Regions from separate parts of the Arabidopsis thaliana genome. Here region 2 is linked to region 1. A link is a contact called in public ChIA-PET data. All regions are on one chromosome and are shown on one strand. The core of a region is the stretch at or near the end of the contact, and the rest is flanking DNA. Distances in the headings are between cores, read along the strand shown. Region 1 holds the start of TBL11 (TRICHOME BIREFRINGENCE-LIKE 11). Region 2 holds the start of AT5G19250 (Glycoprotein membrane precursor GPI-anchored).

Region 1 (4,453 bases), core at 981-3,480:
TGATGTGGAACTCATTGCTCTGATGATTGGTGACCCACAAAGCGTTCGTACCAAGAACTCTTGCCTTCTGAGCACACTTGAAGAAGAAGAAGGTGAATGAGAAGTCAATCGTACCAAGCCAGAGATGATACTGGGCTTCACCAACATCAGATTCTCTCGTTGAGGGCCGAGAAAGCCACCGCTTCCGATACAGCACCGAGAAGTGAACTCTCTGTTTGGTTAAGAAGGTTTCGTTTTTATTTAATTATTTTATAGGAAAGAGGAAAAAAAAAGCAAACTTTTTCAGAGTCGGAGGTTTCAGACAGAGAGGAAGAAGATGAAGCGGACGGTGATGGACAACGCGATTCGATCATCGGTGGTGGTGTTGGGATCATTGGCCTTTGGTTACTTGTCACTGGAGCTTGGTTACAAGCCTTTCCTTGAAAAGGCTGAACAATACGAAAGATCTCTTCAGTCTTCTCAACAACATCAACAACAAGGTCTTGTGTTATCTCTCTCTCTCTCAATCGCTTGCTCTTAATTGTTCTGCTTCTGTTTCATTTCAGAAGAGATAGATTTATGCTGTGAGCGATTGATGGATTATCTATTTGACTTTGGAAGTTACCAATGTGTCTCGACCAATATCATGATGCGTTAGAGATTTTTGTGAAGATGCTAATCTGGTTTTACCGTTTTAGTAATTCAAAACCTGTCTTTGTTCGGATTCAAGTTAAAGTTTTCGAGAATTGGCACTAGTACAATAGAAAGTTTCAATCTTTTTACTCTACAGTCCTGAGATCTTGCTTCAGGTTCCGATTGGTTACAATGTATGATTGCAGAAATAAATTTATGGAGTGGATTGGTAGGAATCATTTATGGAGAAAAATCGCATAATGCTAGAACATAAATTGTGATTCACGTAAATGTGTGATTAGTGAAAACATGAGTTGCAGGGTGCTGATACGAGAAGATGATTGGCCGTTTAGAGTTTCTCTGAACTGAAAACTCTTTCTCTTTCAGTTTGTTACTAAATAGTGTGTTTTCTTGGATCAATGAGCATTGAGCCCTTTATGTTCTTAGTCATTGCATAATCCATGATAGAACTTTGAGTGTTCGCTATGTTTTTCTTACTCTCTATCTTGTGGATGAACCCTTATGTTCTTAGTCGTTGCGGAATCCATAGTCTTAAAAGTTCTAACTTACAGAACTTTGAGTGTTTATTAATGTTGTTCTTACTATCTGATCTTGTAGATGAACAAGAAGAAGCGAGGTGGGACAATAGCAATGTCGAGGGGTGGGAGGAGAAAAGGTAGTCTTATAATCGGTTTCAATACAGACATATCAAAGTGTGTAAGGAAGAAGAACCTTATCAAAATTTTCTTCTTAATCAACCGTAAGTTCAATCTGTTAACTATCAACCATGGCCTGTTTTTATCAATCACTCAAAATCATATCTCAGTATAGTACCGATTGCCTTAATCAGTTTGAAGTTACAAAACACTAGTGTTTAAGAACCATCCTTTATAAACAACCTAAAACAATCTCTGGTCTGTAAGAAAATGGCTTCACTGATGCAAACCTTGAACAATCGTGAGCTCCATTACCAGATGCAAATCACAAACAAAGGCCATTGTGACTGCTCTCTCAATCAAAGTTCATTGGCTGAAGTTGAACTGTGGCTGGAAGCACAAGAGGAAGCAACAACGTATCTGAGATCCATCCTCTCTTACACTGCTACTAGTACTTGGTTTTAGAGTCGGACCAAATCATTAAACAAATTTCTCTTGACATTATTTAAACAAAGCGTTTTAACGACCTTGGGAGTCTAATATGACAATTAAAGGTACTAATTTGATCTTGACCGGTACGCAACCTTTTCTCGGTTCTCACTCTCTGACTTTCATTGAATCTTGTCCCTAGACAAATAACATGTGATGTGTTCATGCTAATCTCCGCCATGGACGGCTTTAAGTCGGACTCTCGTCCTTCATTAATCTAATTACTCTTCTTTACTCATTAGAATATTCCTCCATCTAATTACTCATCAGTCACATATACACATTTTTGGACTAAAACGCTATTTTCGGTGCATGAACCAAACGCCTTAACCGTTTTAATGCGCACTAAAAAGTAACTAAAAGCTACGCCGTCTTTAGCCCCACTAATTTTGTCACGCGCCATGATCGCGCGTGTGACAAGTTTGGATCTACGGGACCCGCCACTTAAAAGGACCCCACGATTCACACTCTCCAAGTCTCTCCCTTTACGAAACAAGACGGTCAAGAAAAAAGTTGAGACTCTTCTCTTTTAGATTTTGAAACCGAAAATCTTAAGCTAATTACACCTTTGGATTTGTATTTGTTCGCTAATACATATACTAGTTTGACGAATCTAATATACCAAGTAAAGCTGTCTCTTTCAGCTTACTTTTTTCTACTCAGATATTAATAAAGTTAGCAACTTCTGAAGCTTCTTCTTAAAACCTCAAAGATGTCGAAGAACCCATCTCAGGAAGAAGATGAAGCCATGCCAATCTCTGAAGTAGTAATAAAGAGATTCAAGCGTTTAAGGCTCGTGTTCGAGCCATCACTAGGAGTCTTGGGTTTTTTCTTGGTGGGTTTGTGTTTAGTCTTCAGCTTCTTCTACCTCGATTACAGAACCGTGGCTAAAACTAAAAGTCATGACTTTTCGGATCAATCGGAGAGATTCCTTTGGCTCAAGGAGCTCGATGGGTTTGAAGTTAACAACACCAAAGTTGGGTTTCTTGAAGAGAGTGGGAATGGTTGTGATTTGTTCAATGGGAAATGGGTTTGGGACGAATCGTATCCCTTGTATCAGTCTAAAGATTGTACCTTTATTGATGAAGGATTCAGATGCACTGAGTTTGGGAGACCTGATTTGTTCTATACTAAGTGGAGATGGCAACCTAACCATTGTGATTTGCCCAGGTAAATGTTTCATTTTCTCTCTTTGTTTGATGTTCTGGGATTAGAAATGTTATGTTTAGGAAATATTGTATGGCATGAGTAGAGTAAGTTAGGAGGAAGAACTTTAGAACCATATGTGTTACTTTTGAATTCAGTTACTTAAAGCTTACTCATTTTTGTTATGGAATGTATCAGATTTGATGCTAAGTTGATGTTGGAGAAGCTAAGGAACAAGCGGCTAGTGTTTGTAGGAGACTCAATTGGAAGAAACCAATGGGAGTCTCTTCTTTGTATGCTAGCTTCTGCAATCAGTAACAAGAATTTGGTTTATGAAGTGAACAATAGACCCATCACAAAGCACATGGGCTTCTTTGTGTTCAGGTTTCATGACTACAATTGCACTGTTGAATACTATAGAGCACCGTTTTTGGTTCTTCAAAGCCGGCCACCTGAAGGATCACCAGAGAAGGTAAAGACCACTCTTAAGCTAGAGACGATGGAATGGACTGCTGATAAGTGGAGAGATGCGGATATATTAGTGTTTAACACGGGTCATTGGTGGAACTATGAGAAAACTATTCGCGGGTTAGCTTCTTTCTTCTTGTTAACATTCTAAATATTAATCAGATTGGTTTGGTTCCTTGACTGAACTTGAATTTGTTACTGCAGAGGTTGTTACTTTCAAGAAGGAGAAAAAGTAAGAATGAGAATGAAGATAGAGCATGCGTATAGACGAGCTATGAAGACTGTAATGAAATGGATACAAGAAGAGGTTGATGCAAACAAGACACAGGTTTTCTTTCGGACATTTGCCCCTGTGCATTTCAGGTTGGTCACACATATCTCCAAAACAAGAATCTTCGATGAATCTTAAAGCTCCTTTTAATTGATGTTTTCTTGTATTCAGGGGAGGAGATTGGAGAACTGGAGGAACATGTCATATGGAGACACTGCCTGATTTTGGAGCTTCTCTGGTTCCAGCAGAGACATGGGATCATATAAAGCTCCTTCAAGATGTCTTGTCTTCGTCTCTTTACTACTCGAACATATCAGAGACGGTTAAACTGAAAGTGTTGAACATAACAGCCATGGCTGCTCAAAGAAACGATGGTCACCCATCACTGTACTACCTGGGCTTGGCTGGTCCTGCGCCATTCCACAGGCAAGACTGCAGCCATTGGTGTCTCCCTGGAGTTCCTGATTCGTGGAATGAGCTTCTTTATGCATTGTTTCTAAAGCATGAAGGCTATTCAAGTCCAAGATCAAACAATAGCGATACAGACAACTTTACATAACATCTTTTGGTAAAGTAGATGGTTCTTGCTCTCTAGAGGCTGGGCTCAAGATTTTGATTGAGTGATTAGGTTAATTGGGTGGGGAATATGTAATTACTTGTTAGGTTAAGCAACTTTTGTTGTAAAGATATTAGTTTTGGATCTCTGTTCTCAAGAAATATTGGAAATTTAAAAGTGTTTTGGTATACAATGATTATGTAACACTTCCAGAACTTTATTTTGCTTTTGATTATAAGAAACAAATCCATATAT
Region 2 (4,453 bases), core at 627-3,126, 41 kb after region 1:
TTGAATGAAGGAAAGAAACTTCCTACTTGGTGAAAAAAAAACAAAAGGAAAGAAATACCCCACTAAAACGAGTAACGACATCTTAATGGGGTCGTTATTTTTGTCTACGCGGCATCAAATCGAGTGGACAATAAGAACTAAACCGAAGCAACGACTTTGAATAGTCAAGCGAAAAGGAGCCAAATTCTCTAATAAATAAGTGAAGATTCATCGCCAAGTATCATCAGCAAACCTAAAGCTAAAAGTGCCTCTGCATCAATGGCGATTTCCAAGCTCCATCTAGTACTCTTTCTTCTCTCAGTCTTTCTCTCTCTTCATCGTCCTGTTCTTTCCAACACCGGTAAACTCTCTCATTCCGACCAAGATCTTCTAGATTTTTCAATTTAGGTTTCTTGATCTAGTTCTAGTCTGAAAATCGTCAAATCTTGTTTCATTCAAGCCTAGATCTTGATCAATGGCGATTACGTTGTTAACTAAACTATACTTTCGGTGTTCTGTTTTTGATATCCACAGATGGAGAAAACCTTCTATTTACAGTATTCAACCAATACAGAGAATCAGTAAACCTCACAAACCTAAAAAAGAACAAAAACGCAGAATGTCTAGCAGACGAAGTCGTAGACCAATTACAGAACCAACCCTGCACAAACACCACTGGCTCAGCTTCAGTCCCTGGAACAGATCCTGGAATCCCAAATTTCCCTAACCTCCTCGCTAAATGCCGCCTCAACACAAACGTAACCAGAGACGGTTTGATATTGCAAGTTTGTGCTCCTAAGCATCATTCGACCCCTGACTTGAGCAGTTTCGCCAATGTCTTAACAAAGAACCTGAATGATTCTAAGTTCACTGGAGCTGGAGTTGGTATTGATTCTGATGGTATTTGGCTTGTTACCGTCCTCACTACAAACACACCAGGGGGTAGCTATTCTAACTCAGGAGCTTTTGCATTCGGAGTTAATGGCCTTGTTTCTTCAAGTTTGATGTTTCTTCATGTTTTGAGTCACAACTCGTTGTCTTTGTTTTCTTAATATGACGTGATTATGGTGAAATTTTTAATAAATTCGTGTGGCAATCAATTAAAGAGAGAATAACAATATATTAATTGGAGCAAATCGCCTTTCTTATAAAGTTTCCTCTTACCAAGTGTGTGTGAGTTGAGTAAATAAGAAAACCCTTTTATAAGCCCGCAAAACCCATACAAACAGGAATGAACCGCCAATGTCCCTAAGAATATGGACTCCTAGCAGCTAAACGTGCCTAGTCAAGCCCCGTGGAGCCGCGTAGGCAGAGAGGGGGAGATAAAAGAGAAGAGGAGAGTGTTGCATGGAATTACATTTTAGTTGATTTTTGGAAGGATTTGGTCCACCCTGTCTTCATCAAGTCACATACACCACCAGTTATCATTTTGTATTCATAATTTTAAGAAATTGATCTTTTGTCTTGATCTGTCTTGCAATGACATATCCTACTGGAGACTTGTATCAGGAAAATTCAAAATTGCCGGAGAAAATAGTGTTAAGCTTTTTTTATTTATGATATATAGATATACTTTCCCAATTTAGAATCTTCTTGTCGTCTCATGCCATGCAAGTATAATTGATGAATATGGTGTAAGAAAAAAAAGAGTTAAAACTTAAAAGTCTTTGCTGAATTTATTTGTATTTCTGAAAAAATAAATAAACGAGGAATAAATGTTTTGTATATGGTTGTGAAAAAAAAATGTGGTAAAACTTCTATCCATATATTCATATCAATATCAAGTATAAATGGTCATAATTACACACTTAAATTTAAATGAAGAAAAATATATCCAATTAAAACGACCGCGTTTGGTAAGTTAGTTAATTGTCTACGTGTATCAAAACGAGTGGACAAGAACTAACTAAAGAAGAAAAAGAAAAAAACAAAGCAAACGACTTTGAAGAGTCAAGGCGAAACAACTAAAAAATCTCATAAATAATAGAGAGAAAAGATTCATCATCACCAAAAGATCATAAAAGAAGTAAAGAAGAAGAACTTCTCTGCATCAATGGCGATCTCCAAGCTCCATCTACTCTTCCTTCTCTCAGTCTTTCTCTCCCTTCATCCTCTTGTTCTTTCCGACACCGCCGGTAATTAACTCTCTCATTTCCCGTCAATGTCTTCTTGGTTATTCAATTTAGGTTCTTGAACTCTATCGATCGTAATTTGTTTACCTAGATCTGGTCTGAAATCGTTGAATCTTCTTAATTCAAGCTTAGTTCGGTTCTTGATTTGTGTGTCATTGTGTGTTCTGTTCTGTTTCGAATCTTTTTGAATCGGATCTTGATTTTTGTGTGTGTTCTGTTTTCTTTTTGATATACACAGATGAAGAAGATGTTCTTCTTACAGGCATCAACAGTTACAGAGCATCACTAAACCTAACAACCTTAATACACAACCACAACGCAGAATGTCTAGCAGACGAAATCGCAGACCAATTCAAGAACCAACCTTGCACAAACACCACTGGCTCAGCCTCTGTCCCTGGAACCACACCTGGATTCCCAAACTTGCCTAACCTCCTCTCAAAATGCCGCCTCAACCCTACCGTAACTAGAGACGGTGCGATTTTGCCAGCTTGTGTTCCCAACCTTGATCCTAGCCTTGTCTTGACCAATTTCACAATGTCACAGTACTCCAAGGACCTGAATGATTCTAAGTTCACTGGTATTGGTATTGGTTCTGATGATAATTGGATTGTTGTTGTCCTCACTACTAGCACACCGGAGGGTAGCTATTCTCCGGCCTCTAACTCAGGAGCTTTCGCGTTCGGAGTTAATGGCCTTGTTTCTTCAAGTTTGATGTTTCTTCTCTTTTGCTTCTTCATGTTTTGAGTCCCTTTTTTGGTGTTTATCTAAACTACCTCGCTGTCTTTGTTTCTTATTTATGTTGTTATTATGGTGATTTGTATGAATTCGTAAGGCATTAAAGAGAATAACAATATTATCATTAAGTTTCTGCTTCTTATAAACTTTGTTTGTTGACAAATGTACCATCTAAAGATTCTCAACAAATTAATTAGGATTTAGTTGAGGTTTCTCTTCTTGAAACCCAATATTCTTAAAGAAATGGTTATTAAGGAGTTCATCATCAAAACTAGTTCATGCTCACGTTGAAGTGTACATGTATAAACAAATATTTTTGGTTTATAATGTACTTGATTTAGCTGGTTGATATAATTTATAGCATTTTTAAGAAGAAAAAAAAACATGAAATATGTAACAGTTTTGAAATAAGGCCCAGCTGAGGCCGAACCAGCCGAGGCGTGAAAGGACTCAAGGAGCATGTGATTTTGTTGCAGTAGACCGACGGCAGAAATATCATGTGAAATAGGCCCTTATGTTGTAAAAACGAAGAAATAGGCCCATACTAATTAGGCCCATTAATGAAGATTAAAAGTGTAAGACATTTTGTCGGCAAAGTGTTTAACTTCACAGACAAGGTGATTTGATTGGTAGAGTAGCTTTTAACATTTTTGAATCATTTACATTTACAGTGGTTAGAGATTTTTTTTTCTTAATCATAGTCCAAATTTTCCTTTTTATTATGTGGTTTTCATTTTGTTACAAAATATATGCAATGTCTTACAAGAGCACCCATACACGGTTACATCCTCAACCAATCAGCTTCTTCTACTTTTTATGAAAATATATATTATCGATTTTTCATAGTTTATTGGGCTTTATGGTAGACAAAAACTAACATATATAATAAATGTAACATTCATATATATGCGAAAATAGTGTTGATATATTGTTATTTATTGCATTTATCAAACTACCACAAGATTTTTGTAATTTTATTAAGTGTAGGTTGGTCAATTATTGTTTTTACTATTTACCGGCCCACATTCATCTATCAGTAGAGTCTTTAGTCAACATTATGATACACATGTAAGAGTAAAACCATATTGACACTTATCATAGTGCAGTTTGGTTGGATGGACGTGAAAGAAAGAAAAAACAAAGCTGTAAAATAGAAACAAGAATATCTTTCTCACTTTTGAAATCTTGATTTTGTCTCGATTTCTATAATCTATCTTTTAGATTTTGTGCCTTTCCTTTATATTTGTGTGTTCTAAGTGTGAGGGAGCGTTTTGATTGAGGGACTTGACTATTTTTCGGACACGACGCTTAAAGAAAAAAAGAAGATCGACAAGTGAATTTTGCGTTTAGGATACGTCTTCGAAACGTCACTTTCTTTTCACTAACAAACAATGAAGTTAATGATCTCTCGTATATATAATGACTGAAAATATCAGAGAGATTGGGAGAGAATCGTATCTACTTTCTTACCCTCACTTTTTCTTTCTCTTCCTTTTTTAGATTTTGTTTTTTTAACTGTTTTCTCTATCTTTAGCAAGAAACTAAATCGACAAGAAAATTCTTTTATATGTTGTAAATTTCCCATGATTCTCTCGTTTAGTCAA

The links. ChIA-PET counts read pairs in DNA pulled down with a chosen protein or histone mark.
Region 2: an H3K4me3 ChIA-PET map of shoot shows a contact between it and region 1, with 10 read pairs. The contact joins the promoter of AT5G19250 here to the promoter of TBL11 in region 1. A contact is called at or near these places in 2 of 26 Hi-C or Micro-C datasets (cotyledon and vegetative nucleus) and 1 of 2 datasets of contacts at active chromatin or transcription factors (shoot).

Annotation. Positions count from the first base shown.
Region 1 is chr5:6,428,256-6,432,708 of TAIR10.1, forward strand. It overlaps TBL11 (TRICHOME BIREFRINGENCE-LIKE 11), which reads left to right and starts at 2,231. Exons shown (of 4, transcript NM_121921.4): 1 at 2,231-2,927; 2 at 3,102-3,491; 3 at 3,576-3,734; 4 at 3,814-4,453. The coding sequence starts at 2,470. The coding sequence ends at 4,201. AT5G19151 reads left to right here and starts at 275. Exons shown (of 2, transcript NM_001125779.2): 1 at 275-479; 2 at 1,231-1,453. The coding sequence starts at 317. The coding sequence ends at 1,292. AT5G19150 (pfkB-like carbohydrate kinase family protein) reads right to left here and starts at 199. Exons shown (of 12, transcript NM_203082.1): 1 at 1-199. The coding sequence starts at 147.
Region 2 is chr5:6,469,951-6,474,403 of TAIR10.1, forward strand. AT5G19250 (Glycoprotein membrane precursor GPI-anchored) reads left to right here and starts at 1,877. Exons shown (of 2, transcript NM_121930.5): 1 at 1,877-2,114; 2 at 2,350-3,039. The coding sequence starts at 2,033. The coding sequence ends at 2,858. AT5G19240 (Glycoprotein membrane precursor GPI-anchored) reads left to right here and starts at 122. Exons shown (of 2, transcript NM_121929.3): 1 at 122-340; 2 at 514-1,686. The coding sequence starts at 259. The coding sequence ends at 1,031.